Regions from separate parts of the Mus musculus genome. Here all the other regions are linked to region 1. Evidence: chromatin contacts called from public Hi-C and HiChIP or PLAC-seq data. All regions are on one chromosome and are shown on one strand. The core of a region is the stretch at or near the end of the contact, and the rest is flanking DNA. Distances in the headings are between cores, read along the strand shown. Region 1 overlaps Fndc3b (fibronectin type III domain containing 3B). Region 2 overlaps Pld1 (phospholipase D1). Region 3 overlaps Gm42192 (a long non-coding RNA gene). Region 4 overlaps Pld1 (phospholipase D1).

The links. A called contact is a pair of places that touch in the nucleus more often than the background predicts. HiChIP or PLAC-seq counts read pairs in DNA pulled down with a chosen protein or histone mark.
Region 2: an H3K27ac HiChIP or PLAC-seq map of microglia shows a contact between it and region 1, with 6 times the contacts expected there. The contact joins two enhancer-like sites. A contact is called at or near these places in 3 of 39 promoter capture datasets (the 3T3-L1 cell line and liver), 14 of 484 Hi-C or Micro-C datasets (the HL-1 cell line, adipose-derived mesenchymal stem cells, brown adipocytes and 9 more), 4 of 115 datasets of contacts at active chromatin or transcription factors (bone marrow-derived macrophages, fibro-adipogenic progenitors, forebrain and 1 more) and 1 of 9 other capture datasets (embryonic stem cells).
Region 3: a Hi-C map of liver shows a contact between it and region 1, with 1.9 times the contacts expected there. The contact joins two enhancer-like sites.
Region 4: a contact with region 1 is called in an H3K27ac HiChIP or PLAC-seq map of microglia, with 5 times the contacts expected there. The contact joins two enhancer-like sites. A contact is called at or near these places in 1 of 39 promoter capture datasets (the 3T3-L1 cell line), 2 of 115 datasets of contacts at active chromatin or transcription factors (microglia and pancreatic cancer cells) and 1 of 9 other capture datasets (pancreatic islet).

What each region holds. Positions count from the first base shown.
Region 1 is chr3:27,687,977-27,692,304 of GRCm38.p6, reverse strand. The region is part of intron 1 of Fndc3b (fibronectin type III domain containing 3B); the gene reads left to right. Among named protein-coding and RNA genes, the nearest start is that of Fndc3b, 20 kb to the left of the region's middle. Within about 2 kb of position 2,009, at least 186 of the 459 cell types and tissues checked have an H3K27ac peak or open chromatin away from gene starts, as enhancers often do. A contact at or near this core is called in liver and microglia, where this site is marked.
Region 2 is chr3:28,107,461-28,111,788 of GRCm38.p6, reverse strand. Pld1 (phospholipase D1) reads right to left here. Exons shown (of 27, transcript NM_001164056.1): 22 at 1,941-2,054. Among named protein-coding and RNA genes, the nearest start is that of Gm42196, 67 kb to the left of the region's middle. Within about 2 kb of position 2,283, at least 1 of the 459 cell types and tissues checked has an H3K27ac peak or open chromatin away from gene starts, as enhancers often do. A contact at or near this core is called in microglia, where this site is marked.
Region 3 is chr3:27,281,027-27,285,354 of GRCm38.p6, reverse strand. Gm42192 (a long non-coding RNA gene) reads right to left here. Exons shown (of 3, transcript XR_880703.2): 3 at 894-973. Among named protein-coding and RNA genes, the nearest start is that of Gm42192, 23 kb to the right of the region's middle. Within about 2 kb of position 1,789, at least 66 of the 459 cell types and tissues checked have an H3K27ac peak or open chromatin away from gene starts, as enhancers often do. A contact at or near this core is called in liver, where this site is marked.
Region 4 is chr3:28,078,449-28,082,776 of GRCm38.p6, reverse strand. All of the region lies in intron 16 of Pld1 (phospholipase D1), which reads right to left. Among named protein-coding and RNA genes, the nearest start is that of Gm42196, 96 kb to the left of the region's middle. Within about 2 kb of position 2,491, at least 3 of the 459 cell types and tissues checked have an H3K27ac peak or open chromatin away from gene starts, as enhancers often do. A contact at or near this core is called in microglia, where this site is marked.

The DNA.
Region 1 (4,328 bases), core at 760-3,259:
AATTTTCTTTCTTGAGATTCTTAAGATTCAGTCTTGAAGCAGACCTACCCTGCCTCCGCACCCCCGAAGCCCCCCACAAAAGGTATAAATAATGAGATGGAGACTTTTAGAAAAGATTCATAGTAGTTTTGTTTTGTTTTCAAGAAATTGTGAGGGTGCGGTGGCAGCTAGAAGTGGGTGAGAAGTCACTTGAACTGGAATTACAGTCAGTTGCAAGCCTCTAGGTATGGGTGCTGGGAACCAAACTTGGATCTTCTGCAGGAGCAGTCTGTGCTCTTCACTGCAGAGCTCTCTCTCCAGCTCCAGATGGGATCTTCATCCAGTCAGAGCTTCGTCTCTGGGCGTCCGACTCACTGCTTTGGCCTGTGGGTTTGTAGTCCTGTGTTCTGAGTTGGTGCTAGTGGCCGGCTGTGGTGAAGCCTTTTATAAGTTGGTCCCGCCCCAACTCCTCTCCAGTAAACTCTGACCTGTATGGATTCTGGATACTAATAAACTTATTTTTACATTTTTTCCTCTGTACCCCTGAGCTTATAAAGCTGATTTTTTTCTTCCATAATGGGGAGAATCTTTAAGTATGGTCCATGTCATATGTTTGTTTGCCTGTTAGGAGGAAGATGACGTGACCAGATGAGTCACATGGGCTGGGGCAGGACCTGAAGTTTAGGATCTGCAGTCTGCTCAGGGTGGTGCTTGAGTGTGACAGGGCGGTGGCCAGGAAGGGACAGACTTCTGATTCCTCTTCCCATTAGTTTCCCACTAAAGATCTAGATCCACTGAAGGCAGGTACCGTGTGTTTCTTGCTCTCTTGTACATAGTGTCTGGCAAACAATGATGCTCAGTTAGTGTTTATTGAATGAGTGACTTAATGACAGAGGGAGACATCTGTTGTGACATAGGGATGCCATGTGTTTGAACCAGTAGGACATTTCTGTTAGATTTTTTCACTTGAAAGCAATGTTCTAATTCTATTTTCTTGGAACTATAGGAAAATTTTGACTAAAGACAGCAAGCAACTGTGCTCCCTGAACTTGTGTGCAGATAGATAGAAAGAATGAGAGTGTTTAGGCAAGGTTTATTGTGTTTGCAGATAATAAATACTCACACCACATAGCTTACGCAAAAGAGCTTTACTTACTGGAGGGTAATGTGGGCCGTGGGAGCCCAGGCTGTATTCCTCCTTCCCCTCCCCCACCCCTTCTTCCTATTCTTCTTTGACACTTGTCTTCTACAATTAGAATGTATACTGTGTGGACACTGGATGCTTCTGAACTTTTAACTTTAATTTATATCAGGTGTTTCTGGAGACAGGGTTTTATGTAGCCCAGGCTGGCCTTGAACTTACTGTGTAGCCGGGGATGGCCTTGGACTTCTGATCCTTTATGCTAGGTGTATAGCATATACACCATGTCTGTCTGATAGGCTGCAGGTTCGAACCCAGGGCTTCATGCATGCCGGGCAAGCACTTTGCCAGCTGAGCTGTAGCTGTATCAGTTTTGATGCTTTCCTTCCAAAATGGCCTGGTTTGCATATCATTTTGAAGCCTGCCGTTTGCATTATTGTGTGCGTGTGACCGTGGATGCTCGCGTGCTATATATAACACTCACGTGGAAGCCATGGGAAGACTTTTGGGAGTTGGTTCTGTCCTGGAGCATGTGGGTTCTGGGGACTGAGCCTGGTGAGCCAGTCCTGCCGACCCTTTAGGACTATATTAATAGAGGATGTTAGGGGGCGGGGTATGATGCTTATTGTCTCGTGGCTACGGTCAAGTGGATTCTCCTGGCTTTGTCGTTTGCCACCTGTGTGAGAGGACATCATAAAGGACTGACTGACGTTCAGACAGACACTGGTGGCCAGCGGTTTCCTTTCCCTTCATTTCTTTTTTGAAACAGTGCAGTAAGACAGCAGTGGGCTGAGTTCTTCCGTTAAGTCATCCCCGGATTGTACCAGTCCATTAGCTGCTTTGTGCAGCGGACAGGAAATGGTTCTATTTGTACAAGTTGCACAATCTTAACGAAGTCAGGGCAGAGAGCCAAGGGGACCTCTGCTGTTTCTGCAGTGTTAACCTTTCAGTTCCACACAGGAACACATACAGGTTACTGGGGATGTGTGTTAGAGTGTGACTGTGTTGGTGTGGTCACCTGCCTGGCGGTACTGAGAAATGTACCGTGTGACTCATGGGGGTCTTGGTTCTTAATGGCTTCCCACACAGGCTGTGGAGATGGCCTGATGCTGGTGCCTGCCAGCCTGGCCCTGAAGGGTCCAGTTCCCATTCTGCCCTTTCCCAGGCCGTCTTGTAGACTGGTGACAGAGTGACCACTTTCCTTTTCTAGGGCTGGCAAGTGGCTTCCTTTGTGCCCATACCTGCCTCCTATACCCCAGCTGCCAGCTACTCTTCTCCTCTTTGAAAGTGGCATTTCCTTTTTGTCCCCAGTGTTTCTAGGCAGAATCTGGTAATTTTAGTAAAGCTGATTTTATATATATAATATTTTAATGTACTTTATGACCCAGGCCGGATCTCGAGTAGCTCAGGCTGGCCTCAGCTTGACTTGGCTGTGTGCCTGAGGCTGGCCTTGAACTCCCGGTCCTCTTGCCAAGGTCCTCCACATGCTGTGATCAGAGGCATCTGCCACCAGGCCCTGCTTCGTGATTCAGTCTTAGTGTGCTCATCACTTCCTCCCTCCCGCTCTCCCTCCCCCCTTCCTCTTTTTCCTTCCGTTTTGATTTCTAATGGTTCTTCCCCAGCCCATATACCATGGTGAGGATGCAATCCTAAGTGATTGAAGGACAAAAGTCAGCATGTGAGAGGGACTGGAGAGCAGAGTGATGGGAGGCAGAGGCAGGGATTGCCTTCCTGGGCCTCTCACCCTAGACAGAAGTTGCTGTGGACCTCTGCTGAAGAAGCCGGCCTGTTCCTCTCCCCTGAGGGGTTAAGATTTCTCCATCTGTGGAGCCACCCGCATTTTTATTTATGTATATGTGTCATAGCTGTCTTCCTTATTTGTGAAATATTTGTTTATTATATACTTTTTGTTTTGTGAGTCACGGTTTCTTGTTGCCCAGGCTAGCAGTGTTGCTGCAGCTGGCCTTGAACTCCCAGTCCTCGGCCTCTAACTTTCAAAAGCTGTGATTGTAGGCTTGAGCTATAACACGCCGCTTTTTAATGAATGCTTTTTGAAGGGTGTTTTATTTTTGTGTGTCTTTTCCTCAGTTTTCTTCAATTATTTTCTAGCTCCTTAAAATAACACAGCATTCCCAGTCTTTGCTGCTGTCATTTGACATTTATATCTCTTTGGGAGCCCCTGCCCTTTGCTTTTAATTATTTTTACTGTGTGTGTGTGTGTGTGTGTGTGTGTGTGTGTGTGTGTGTGTGTGTAACATAGCTTGCTTGGGAAGACCAGAGGACAACTGTGGATCTCAGTTTAGTCTGTGGGTTCCAGGGATTGGACTAAATCTGTCTAGCTTGCATGACAAGCACTTTAGCTGCTAAGCCATCTTGGGCCCTGCTTCTGAGTTAGTTCTTCCTGCGGGACTGCTCGCCTTGGCTGGTGTCTTCCTAAGCACTCTGTCCCCAGCAGTTTCCTTTGGTGAGATCTACCCTAAAGGCTGCACTTGAACACCTGACATCAAGTCTCTGGGCAGTGTGATTCTGTCAGTGTCCTTTTTCCTTTTGCAGTCTGGCACTGAGAGCCTGCCCTTTTCCTCTCGAACAGTTCTGAGTTCCGTGTGACTTCATGGCAAGTCACGGAAGTCACCGGTCCTTCTGTTTTCCCAGGGTAGATCATGAGGGTTTCGGTCAGAATTGGTGCAGGACATTGAGCGGCGCCCATGGGTTTAATAATGAGCACGCACTGTTTGACAGCGAACCAGTCAGAAAAGAAAGGGCAGGATGGATAGCTCAGTCAGGACTCTGCAGACCAGCTGAGCACTCTACCTTCTGATTCCTGTCCCAGCTCTGTAAGGAGTACATTTCTGTTGTTCATGTTATTCAGTCAAAACAATTTTGTTATAGTAGCCTACTTGGGAGGAGAGCCATTATTACTTAATTTATATTTTTATTTGAAACTGACTTCAGTTTGCTTTGAGATGCGCAGTTCTTCCACTCATCCGTGGACCTCCTTATGGCTTCTCCTTTAGAAGCTGGCTCTGCTACCACTGTATGCAAATACAGATTATTTAGTTGTAAAATATTCTTCTTAGATAAGATAGTTCTCTGGTGCTGAAAGTAAAGATAACTTTCATGTCTTTGAACACTGCTCCCTCAAAAAAAAAAAAAGTTTTCAGAACATCTGTGCTGTTTGACCTTCTCATTGTGTTCCAGGGGAAGATTT
Region 2 (4,328 bases), core at 1,034-3,533, 420 kb before region 1:
GGAACGATAAGTTTGGGAGTGTTCCCAGATAAGAGCACTTATACAGTCATCCTGCTTTCGGGGGTGAAAAGGGCAAACTTTTGGCAAAGCACCAGGGACAGAGCAAACTATTTTACTGGGCTATTTCCATCGAGTCAGCAAAAACCTGGACATGAGAAAAATCAAGGTTTAAATAACTGGCTCTGCTGAGGATTTTTGGTCTCTCAAGCTGTTAAATATTGATGACTCTAACGGACAAGCAAGGGACACCAGCCATCCTGAGGTTCTATCATGTCACAGGGGACATTTTCTTCAGTGGCATGCCACCAGGATGCTCACGCCGCCACAAATCACCTCTCACGAATGCAACCGCAAACAACACTAAAGGAATTCACAGGTTCACAAAAGAAAGAGGAAGGAGAAAGCAAAGCAGAAGAGAGGCTAGTTGGAAAGAGGTCGAGGTGGCCTGAGTGAGAGAGGACAAAAGTGGGGGGTAGATATGATCAAATTATTAGATGCTTGTAAGAAAATGTTATAGCAAACACAGTATTATTTACAATTAGTATGTGCTCATAAAAATTTTAAAATTAAAATTGAAAATATTTGATCTGGAGTGATAATAAAATTATATAAAAAGGAAAGAAAACAAAAATTCTTTGTTCCATCTGCCTGTTGTATAAAAGTAATTAACAATACAGCATGCCTGGGAAGGCTGATAGCCTTCAAATAGAGATGTTTTTCATAATGAAAGGTTATAGTTTGGGTTGCTGAACAGCAGCCAAATGTGTATATCATTCAGCTGGTTCAAAAATATCAAGAAACAATCATAGGAAATAATCACAGCAGACAATATTCCAAAAGTAATATTTGAATTGCCAAGAAAGCAGACAGAGTGCAGTTAAACATCACCAACTATGACAGGGCTATGTCCCACATCAGACAACAGCAGAGATGAACCCATCTTCAGCCAGAATGTGTAGAGCAAAGGCTGTCATTGTAGCCAGGTGGATTCACCCCTGGGAAACAGCATTAGTACTAATCATTCAGGTAAAATCCTGGCAGGTGAACAGGCACAAGGTAGCAGTCAGTGGGAGAACAAAACCAACAACTAGGCAGGAAGACCGGGGTTGTCCCCAGCACTGCAAACCAGGCACGGTGACAAACAGCACTTGGAAGGTAAATGCAAGAAGATCACAAGTTCAGAGTCAGCCTCAGCTACACAGGGAGTTTCAGGACATCCTGGGCCATCAAACACTACCACAATCCCACCCAAAGGCACCTCAAACTGTCAGAGGCAACTGGGGTCCTTTGAAGCCAAGCAAGGTGCATGTCGCCCTCCACCCAAGTGTGCCCAAGGCCCTGAACCCATCTCTGTTTGGTCCACTATAAAGTCTCATTCTTCCCCCTCATAACTCCTAAAAGGATGATTAGAAAAGTGTAAAACACAAAGAACATATTCAGGTTGTCCTCTCTGCTCTAACTGAAAGCGCTCAAACTGTACCTGGATTGTGTTCGCACTTACTTCTCCTGTTTTATTTTTCTCTACTTCCTGGAAACAATAAAGGGATTAGTGCATAGATATTTTTCACTAATATGATATATTAAAACGAATACAAAAGAGGCACTAGCTGGGCCTTCTGGAGGCAGAGGCAGGAGTGTCTCTGAAATTCAAGGTCAACCTGGTCTACATAGCAAGTTCCAGGCAGCACATAGTGAGATGGAGAGGGGGAAGGAAAGGAGAAGAGGGGAGGGGAGGGAAGGAAAAGAGACAGAGACACAGACAGAGACAGAAAGAGACATACACAGAATGACTAGTTTTTTGGTGCTGTTATACTTGACAGAGCCACCATGGATAACTGCGACATCTGAATTTCATTACCCTGTAAAGACTAAGGTTTAAAAGCGCATTACTGAGCAAATAAGTAGAAACACTGTAGCTCCCTCCTTGGTGTTCAGGGTACCTGTAGTTGAAGTGCATTATTGCCTGTAGAGCGTTCCCCCCGCCTGTGGAAATGTCTCCCTCGAATCCCGGCAGCAGCGGTATCACAATGTACACCCGATATCTCTGGCCTTCCCTGCAAAAGAAAAATAAAGAAATAAAACCAAGTAGCAGCTACATCACCATCCAAGCAGACCATGGGGCTTTGGGGACAAACGAAATGCCTCCATACAGCCTTCCTCACTCAGCTTGGATGACTCTTGGATCCCAGCTATCACTATGGGATCTGAGCGCTATGCTGTATGGTACACTTAATTGGGCAGTAAAGAGGGAAACGTGTCTGCTTCCGCTTCTCCATTCATCATCCTTTGCAGGACAGAAGGCAGTTTAAAATAAATCTTGCTGATCTCATGAAAGAGGGTGTAGGAAGTGACTTATACCAAAGTTTAGAAAAGGGTGTTACCATAATGAGACTATGTAATTTTAAATAGGATTTTATTTAAATATGTGTATCCATATGTGCAGACATAGATACATAGACATATATATATATACATAATTACTATTAAGTTATGCAGTCCACAGCTTGGCAAATTGTGGGCATTTGATTCATAACTGTGGGGGTACCGGTACCTATGTCTTAGAAGCAAATATACACATAAGATTCAGTATGTTTTTCAAAACAGAGTCATCGGTATTTAGGAATGCTAAGGTTCCAGCCAGAGAATGTTACTGGGAATTCTTCAAGAATTCTGAGTGACTAGTTGTTATTTTTTATTTTATTTTTAAAACATTTATGCACAGGTGTGTGTATGTGTGTGTGTGTGTGTGTGTGTGTGAGAGAGAGAGAGAGAGAGAGAGAGAGAGAGTATGAAAACAACTTGTGAGACTCACTTGTCTCTTTCTACCATGTGAATCCTGGAGATTGAATTCAGAGTATTGCTCTGGGCAGCAAGCATCTTTACCGTTTGGGCTATCTCAATGGCCCGTACTTTATTTTAAAAAAGGACTATTATTGTATATATGGAGCATAGGCACACACGCTACAGCCCATGTGAGGAGTTCAGAGAACAACTTTATGGAGCTGGTTCTCGCCTCCCACTGTTCTTTCACATGGACTCTTGAGACCGAACTTAAGTCAGCAGACATGTGTGACAACCACCTTTTACCCACTGAGCAAGTCCCAGCCAGTGTTCATTTTCAAATCCCCAGCTTATAGAACACAGTATCTTCAGGCCACCTTTTATAGGAAACCGAAGCTTCTTAATGACAGCTAGAACAATAGAAGAAAATGCAGCTCTTTCTTTTGATGTGTATTCAGAAGCCCAGAATGCTATGCTCTGATAGACACATCAAGCCTTTTGACACCAAGGCAGGACATTGTCATCGACTAAGGCTATGCTGGAGAATGGTAAAATGGAGTTAGTGAAAACCCTCTCATAGTGCTTTGTGTGAGTTTAACATTTTGCATCAGGCTGACTTTATAGCTATCCTTGACCACAGGCTAGATAGCCCACTAGGCAACATGTACAGCGAGAGTCCCAAACTCTTAAAGCTTCTGGCTTTGCTTAGGAATACACGGGAAAGAGAGAAAGCTTGAGAGAGATGCTGGATACCTCACAGTGCACAAATACAGTTTGCTTGAGCACATTCTCTCTGCTGGCTAATTCTCAAGGGTCATCCTGCTTAAACCATTTATTATACCTAATGGTCATAGTTCGTCTTCTTGTGAACAGAGGAAGAGACCCTTCTTGTGAGAATTTTCTCTGTTCTAATGGTCAAACCTGACAGGTGGGTCTGAATGTCCATATATTCATGACAACACAGGGCAGAAGTGACTATCAAAGGGACCATAGTATGAAAAGTCAATGGCTGAGAAATGAGGCATTTGAGGGAGACTGCTGCAATGCCAAGGATTACTCACTAGATGGCAAACGTAGTTTGAGTTGGGAAGAATACAGAGAAAATGTGAACAGCCCTGGTTACTGCCTTGGTTAGGCGACAAGGCACAGTCTTTAAATGGTAAACAGGACACAGGAGAAGAACAGGAAGCCCTGAGCTACTTTCCCACAGTCCACATTTAAAAGACTGCATGAACCCAAGTGGACACTTAACTAAAGTATATTCCTGTGAGACGTCCCATAGTCATTCCAGTGATGTCCACAGTACCCCACCCACGTGCTAATAAAGCAAGTCAGCTGAGCTCCTAGCCAGGATGGAAGCACTTCTAGGTCACCTTGTTCATTGGAGCTGCCTGGCTCTGCAGTCAGAACCGGGTCTCATCTGCCTCTTCTTTCCCAGACCGTGGCCAGGAAGTGACCCATAAGCTCTGTGTCTTGCTCATTCATGACAAGCTCATGACCTGGGCTGAGGGCTGACCTGCTCCAACACACTGGGTGGAGGTTCACAT
Region 3 (4,328 bases), core at 540-3,039, 410 kb after region 1:
TTATAGATAAGCAGCCCGGTAAGTCTGAGCTGTCCTGTGTGGGTGTGCTGGGGGCTCTGCGGACACAGAGCCATGAAGAGCCACGCTTCCTGCTCTGCTCTGCAGGTTTTCCCGGGGACAGTCCTTGCACTGTGTTTCCTGTTGACAGTGGAGAAGTCAGGTTTGGCCTTGGCACATCAACTGTAGTACACAACGCAGGGAAAAGCAAGTTAAGAAAAAACAAACACAGGCTAACAAATGTGTGGGGCTGTGGGGGGCGGGGGAGGACAACGACTCACAGCTCTAGCAAAAAATGCAAAAGTGGAGCAGACATGTTGGGCCTCAGATCCACATAGATTTCCCCCACTGGTCTTCCTTCTTATCTACCATTACTTTACCTGCCCAGGATGCTGAAATATCGTGCTGCCCTCACAAAGACACAAACACACACACACACACTTACACACATAACTAAAAATAAAAAAATCTTTTTGCAAGGAAGCGGTAGTGGGAGAGAGATGACTCATGATTAAGAGCATGGAGAGGGCCACTGGGCCAGTGGCATGGTGGTGCACACCTTTAATCCCAGCACTCAGGAGGCAGAGACAGGCAGAGCTCTGTGAAGTTGAATTCAGCCTGGTTTACAGTGTGAGTTCTAGGGCAACCAGAAAAAACTCTGTCTCAAAAATAAAAAGACAAAATAAAAGGGGGGCAAAATCTTCTTGCACTATTGAACCCTTAAAAAGAATTTTACAAATCAGGCCATCGCTTCAGACATTTTAATTGCCTTCTAAAAATAAGTGCAAAGCTAAAGATATATTAACATTTTAAAATACAGTTGCCTGGCTAGAGAGAGAGAGAGTTAAGAGCATCTGCTGCTCTTGCTAAGAATGAGTTCAGATCCCAGCGATCTATCAGGCAGCTCACAACAGCTCCAGAGATCTTGCGCCCTCTTCTGGCCTTACGGTGGATCTGCACTCATAAGTGCTCATACCTACAAAGTAACACACATATAAACATAGTTTATTTTTAATTAAAATATTAAAAAAAGAAACTGTATAAAAACCCCACACAGCTTTTAGGTAACTTAGAGTGTTAACAAAAACAAAAACACAAACAAAACGAAACAAAATCAAACAAAGCAATTCATTTAAGCACCTTGGTGCTGTCTTCCCATCTGATAAATCCATTGCCTCCTTAAACCCTGCTCAGCTGTCTAGCCCTCACTTGCTTTTCTGCAATGCACACATATACAAGCTTTACTGTTGATGTACAGAGCATTTTCTGAGACTTATTGTTAGTAATTGAGGCACGGGGGTGGGCGATGCTATGGTTCACTGGAGAAAGCCGTTTGCTAACTTAGCTAAATTCCCACACCCCACGTGGTGAATAGTCAACTCATGAAAGCTGTTCTATGACCTTGATGCGTGCTCTGGCATGTATACACACACACACACACACACACACACACACACAAATAAATATAATAATTAAGATTGGAGTAAATGAAACTATATTTGCTTTATCCAGTCATCAAGGGAAAATCAGAAAAGGTCTCTCACTGAACGTGAAACTCGATGATGTGACTAGACTGGCTGACCAGCAAATCCCCAGAATTCACACGTCTCTACAGCCCTCCTCCCACGTATTTTGAGAAAGGTATTTAAAAGCTGAAGATCTAGAGGAACTGTCTGGGACGGGTAAAGCTGCCCTTAGAAAACTGAGTGCCAAGAAGCGGGCCTCCCGCTCTCTCTTGGGGAGCTGGCAGGGTCACGCGCTGTCGGCGGGATGAACACGTGTGTTCTCGTGGTCACCAGGCAGAACAAACTTTGCTCTGGGTCAACGAAACCTTTCCGCATTCTCCCAGCCTGGCTGGTGGGAACGCTTCTGAATTAAGATGGGGGAGTGTTTATCACCAGTGCTTTGCATTTCCACTGGGGTCACCTTTTGTGCTGCTGGGAGATAAGAGAACTGAACCGTTGAGCTGATAAGAGGCGCAGGCTGTTGCGTTTCTCCAGATCGTCTCTGGATCTGAGAGAAATCTCGGAGAAATGTAAACAAAACCGCAGGTGCATTTGAATGTGAAACACATTCTCCAACAGAAGCCTCGCTTGAGTGAGCTGTCCCTTGCTGGAAACAATGGGCTGCTAATCCGGTGACTCGAGGCAGCCCGCTTGAAGTGTGTGTGATCCTGGAGGCCATTACAGCTGAAATGGAAATGCTAACTAACTGCCCACCTTCCCTATAATTTCTCGGGAAGCCGCAGCCGGCTGCGATGATAAGAGCTGCTTCCAGCCATTCGCCTTCCCTCCACAGAAACCTTGACAAGCCTTATGCAAAACACATTTTATTTTAAATCTAATCTCAGGTATTCTGCCATTGGAGTCTCTCTGTCTCTCTGAGAAATTAAAACCCGGAGATTCTAAGGAATTTACCCAAGGGGCAGTGCTGAGATCGAAGAACTGACACGGTCAGACTGAGAAAAATGCAGGCTGTCTTCACAATGCACTCTGGGAAATTTGGATCTGGACTTCAGAGTACCTTAGGTGATTTATTCCCCCTGACAAAAATCCAGATGAAAATTAATCTTCCTTTTACACAGAGTGTGGTCATTTTTCTACTCTGGAGAATGTTAAAGTAGGGGACATTCTTGGAATAAGAATGGCAAGCCCCCATTTCACTTAAAAGTTTCCCCAGTGTAGAAAAAAACTTTCTCATCTATGATCTCTGCTGGACAGCAATATGCCATCAAGGGTGGGCCAAAGGGCTGGTGGTGTAACTCAGGTAGCATGCTTGCCTAGCATGCACGACGCTCTAAGTATGATCCTCATTGCTCTATGGACCAGGCATGGAGCACATGTCCTTCACCCTAGCAATTAAGTAGAGGCAGGAGATTCGAAAGCCAGGGATATTCTTGGCTCCAAAACAAGTTCAAGGACAGCATAGTATACATTCCATCTTGTCTCAGTTAAAAATAAAAGTGTGTATGTTTCTGTGTGTGTTGGGAGCTGGAGAGATGACTCAACAGTTAAGAACACTGGCTGCTCTTCCGTAGGACCCAGGTTCAATTCCTAAGCCCCACATGGTGACCTCCAACCATCTGTAAACCCAGTTCCAGATGATCAAGTGCTCTCTTCTGGCTTCTGCTGCCATTGGGCAAGCACAAGGTACACAGATATGTGTGCACCTATGAAATGAAAATGATATTTATAAAGACAAGGAAGGAGCTAGAGAGATGGCTCAATTGATAAAATGTTTATCACACAAGCATGGGGTCTGAGGGTAACCCCCAGAACTCACACAAAGTGGGTGACACCCTGGGTGTCACCAAGGCTTTCACTGAAAGAAGGCAGAAATGGGTGGAGGCAGAGACAGGAGGGTCCCCGGAAGCTTTGGGGACAGCTGTCATAGCTTATGCAGTAAATAACAAGAGACTCTGTCTCAAACAAGGAAGATTAGAACCAACCCCAGAAGTTGTTCTCTGACCTCCACATGTGGGCCATGGCATGTGCACTTGCATGCACACACAGTAAGAATAATAATGGAGAGAGGGAGAGAGAGAGAGAGAGAGAGAGAGAGAGAAAGAGAGAGAGAGCCCACACTAGGCTCTGAATCCAGGAGAGGTCTGTGTGCCTATGGTGATCACTCAGGGGTCCACAATGGGATGGTAAAATTTTCCTCCAACTGAGATTCTCAACTGAGCTGTGGAGCCACCCTCACAGTTAAGAGGAGATGTTTAGCTAGATGCACTCAAGTAGCAGGGAGCTCCTTTGACTGGAATGATCTGATGATGGACCTCTGATCTCCACATGCCCACCAGCATCTTCAGGGCATGCAGAGGAAGTAATGCATGCCACTGTCAGAGAAAGGCCATCACTGGGACCCCTCCTATCATATTTTAAGAGACAGGCTAGGGGTAGACTGAGGCTTAGACCCCTACTACAGACCAATGGTCTGCATATAAACGGAAGTGAGAAATGTGGTATGCAGATGTTTATGGCTCTCTTGGACACTGGTGCTCAAGTTGCTCTGCTGTGGGTCAAATGTCAGAGGAGCCTCAGAAACTCAAAATCCAGGCTGGCATATCATGAAACCAAGTCGTTTGGCACTTGTAGCAGGCTAGAGACTATGAGTGCCTCCTGTTCACAGAACAAAGCACTGGTCCTGGTGCATTCCAGATGTGGCTCTATTGAGCAGGTCATCAAGGGCAGCCTATGTCACAGGAAGTGGTCCAAACTGATATTATACTACACTACACTAGCCCAAAAGACGATAACTATTTTAAGAAGCCTTGGAGGCTGGGATCTTGTGACCCACCATTTCCCTGTTTTGTTTTGTTTTGTTTTGTT
Region 4 (4,328 bases), core at 1,242-3,741, 390 kb before region 1:
CACTGACATTCCCTGTGTTGCAGAGGCCTGATGGAAATGCTACATGACACAGGGTCTAGACACGGGGTATAGACAGTATTTTACCCACTAAACCCTCGCACATTCCAGTTTCTGAAGCACATCTGAGACCAGGGCTTCTCGTAGACCTCCGTGGGTTTGTCCCACTGAATGCTAAGGGCTGAGAAGTGAAAATAAATGCTTTTGGTATTTGCCAAATCTGTGCCCTATGATAAAACAGTATCCTGAAACCACTTCTCTCTCTTTTCTTAGTCTCTACCTTCCAAGTATTGTGTAGTGTTAGGGCTTGAACCCAGGGCCTCATGCATGTGAGGTAAGCATTTCTCTGAGCGACATCCCCAACACCTTACTTTTCGATCTATATTCATATTTAAGGGTGGTTCCAACCCACATCCTGAATGAGTTGTGTTTTAGAAACTATTCAGTCTTCAAACTTTGTAGATTTGCAATGGTGTATGATGAGGGTTTGAGGCCTTATTGGGGATCTGGTAAGATGGTTTCACTTGTAGCAAGAGTGCTGAGCAATGGTGTTACCAGTGTCCTAAGTGGTAAGTATTTTAAACTGTTTTCACTATCACCTAGCAGACAATACACATTTTTTGTTCTTTAGGGTCATTGTTGTTATCTTGTTTTGTTTTTACACAAGGGTCATTTGCCCTAGCAGGCTTTAAACTCACTATGTAAGAAAGACTGACCTTGAATTTGTTACAGTCCTCTGTCTCTGCCTACCAAATGCTAAGATTGCAGATACATGCCATGATATCTGCCATGGACCTTGAAGAGTCTTACACATCCTGCTCACTGCAGCCCAGACAAGAATCTTGAGAAGTCTTAGCTTACAGTCTATCCCCCTGATCAATGCAAAATCTGATACAAAGGAAAGAGCAGTGGATGACTTCCCAAATGGAAAAGGAATCAAATTTTGTATTTAACATTTTGTCAAGCAAAGCAATGTCAACCTGGAGTTCTCCTTCTTACAACATAATTTGGAAAAGAAGAAAAAATTCCTTGAGAATAGCTGAGTGATTGCTGAATTAAAAGACATGTTACAAAACCTACAATAGTCACTGACCTCATAAAGAGGAATTAAATGTAGTGTAGTCTCTCTGATTAAACTCTGCAGTCGTCTTACCTGTATTCTGCATATTGGCCTTTGTATGGCAAGACATTCTGTGAAAGTTTGCTATGTGGCTTCAATGTGTACACAGTTTATCACTATCTGCTGACTTATGTGCAACAATCTATCTGTGTAAGTAGCCTTATTGCTCAGCTTGCTAAGTGCATTTCATCTATTACATTCATTTCATCCACAGTACTTAGGGCAGTGGTTGGCATGTCATAGGAGCTCAGCATGTATTTATTCAATGAAGTACATAAGGAAGCTGGAGAGATGGCTCAGAGGTTAGCAGTACATACCGTTATTTCAGGGGACCCACGTTTGGGTCTCTCCCCCACCCCCACCCCCCTACTTCCTTATCATCCTCAGAGTCTGGAATCTTTGCTGTTTACTTCCTCCTTTTCTTTTAAACTTGTCTCCAGTCGATGAATGGAGGAGACAGTGAATGCCTGCCAAGGACTCTTTCCATCAGCACTGTGTCCTCAGATCATCACGTGGGTCTCACGCCCTCAACCAGGGCTTGGCCTAATGTGCCAGATACCTTTCTGCCTCCTTCCCGCTTGCTCCTTGTGCACACCACCAATTGTCAAAGTAAAGACCCCCTCTTTCACACTTCTGCAACCTTATTCTTCTATCTCATTTTGAACCTCAATTGTAAATCATCAACCACACACACCAGAAGAGACACTTTCCAGTTCTGCTCTTAATTTTTCTTTACAGCTACAGATATCCTGCCTTGGTCCCCTCAGTTTCCCAGAAGCTTCCAGCCCTCAGAACCTTGAGGCTCACACAGGTACAGACAGACATAGTGCAAGTTGTTCCTAAACTCATAAGTCAATCAAGAATTAGCCTTATGTTAAATTGTTAAGACATATAATATATTCCCATATAATATTTTCCACTTTAAATTGTGTATCAATATTGTTAGATTTATAAAACTACCAGTTATTCTGAGCTTCAGTTTATTACATATAGCTTATGCCCTTTAAATATTGCTAGGTCTGGGTCCATGTGACAGCTCAGTAGATAAATGTGCTTGCCACCAAGCCTAGAGACCTAAGTTCAATCTCTTGGCCTTTCATAGAAGAAAGAGAAAACAGCTCCTGCAAGATGTTCTCTGACCTCCACACAGACACCATGGTCTATACATATACACATAAGCACAGGAAAATAAACACATATAATTAAAAATAAGCCAATAACTGGGTTCCTGAAGAACATTTGGACTACTCTTCAAGTTCTAGCCTCATTGGTCAGGTGCCTGAAATTCATCCAGGCCTCTCAGCTGGGCTCCAACTTCCTAATCTAGCAGAACAGAATTGTAGCCTTGGAGTGGAGCCAAAGGACAAGATGTTGTTGGTGTTTCCATTTCTGCCTAGTTAGACATGTGGATGCTAAGCATGCGGATGCTGAGAAACTGGACCACACTGGGCAAATCCCTTGCCATCCCAGTCAAGGGCTCTGTGAAAAGGAGATGCTATCCCTGCTATCTCTGTCAAGTATCCCAGGTGTTCAAGGCAGTGCTGGGCCATCTGCACACTTGCTGGTGCCTTACTGTAGTGATTCCCCATCCTGAGGTGGGGAAGAGATTGCCAAAACCTTCCTCATTCTCTCCTCCGTAGTTTAGGCCCTGATTAATTCACTCTTTAGGAATCTGATTCTTCCCATAAAAGGTATCATATAACATTTTTTAACCATCCCCATGTAAAACATTCTAGTTCTAATCAAAAACCATCAACATTTTTCCAACAAATGAAGTTGCGTTTTCCTTGCTTTGTCTGGGACTCTGCCTCAGTGCACCCTTTTAACACCAGTCACATGCCTTAGCTGCAAGGGTCATTTCCTAGTAACAGGTAAGAAGTTGGTCTTTTCCACCCACGTGCCTTTGAGAGGTTCATTTCCTTCACCTGTAACACCTTTCTGTCCTCACCTAAGCTCTCCAGGTACTATCAGATCCAAGGACAGGCTCCCTCCTCAAAACATTTCCCTAGGTCAGCAAGAGGAAGTCCTTCTGCCTCAAACAGAGGTGTGTGTGTGTGTGTGTGTGTGTGTGTGTGTGTGTGTATGTGTGTGTGAGTGTCCATGCTATGAGACTATTATAGACCTTGTGCTAGGGGACTGTTCTGTGTGTCGCTGTCTCTCTCTTCACTGCTGGGGAATAGATCCTCAGGTGTACAGAGCTTGCACCTGTGCCCTTGCATGGAACAGGTCTAACCTAACATATGGGACAAGAAGACTGACCAGAGAGACAACACGAACACACACTCACTGTGGTCGGGCAGCAAAGGAAGCAACAAAAGCTGAAGCCCATGGGGTTCTGACACTAGCCAGTCACTTACCAGTGCTGTGCCTAGTGAGCCCCTGCTCAGACTCACTGGAAGGGTGAAAGAGTTTCAAGTGGGGCTTTAACCCATGGATTAAATTCTGATGACTTCTACAGTGGCTAAAATAACCTGGAGAAAGTTGAGAGTTCTTTTTTGTTTTACAAAGAAACATATTTACATATCTATGTCTATGTAACAAATTTTATAAACTTGAAAGCACACTTAATCATTTTTAGAATAAGCAGGTCTATAAACTCAGTCATAAGTTCTAGTGTGATAGAAAAACCACAGCACTTTAAGTAAAGGTATGTAAACTCATACAATATAGAATATCTAATGTCTGCTGATACAAGCTTGATATATTTCTGGATGAAAAAATAAATAAATGTATTCTATGAAGGTTTATAAAGGACACCTAATGCTCCTTTTCTCTTTATAACTTGTCATATTTTAGAAAGCTCTAGTCATTTTATAGCCATCAAAAGTATCAACAGTGGCTATGATTACATTGTATTAATAATAAATATGTTTTTAAAATGAGACAAAGGAGACAGGGGGGCATGGAGCCCAATAGGTAGAGTGCTTGCTTATATGCACAGAACCTGTTTAAGTCCCAGAACCTTATAAAACAGGCATGGTGGTGCACGCCTGTGATCCCAACATGGGAGAAACAAGAGCCCAAGATCAGTCTCTATCACACAGTGAGTTTGAGACCAGCCTGGGCTACATGAGACCCTGTCTCAAAACACAGTGTCCCAGTGCCATGATGTCACACAGGATGCATGGCAGTCATTGCACATTGTCCACTGAATGCCACCACTGATCTTTGTAAAGCAAATAGGCAAGGGCTACAAGGCCCACAGTGCAGC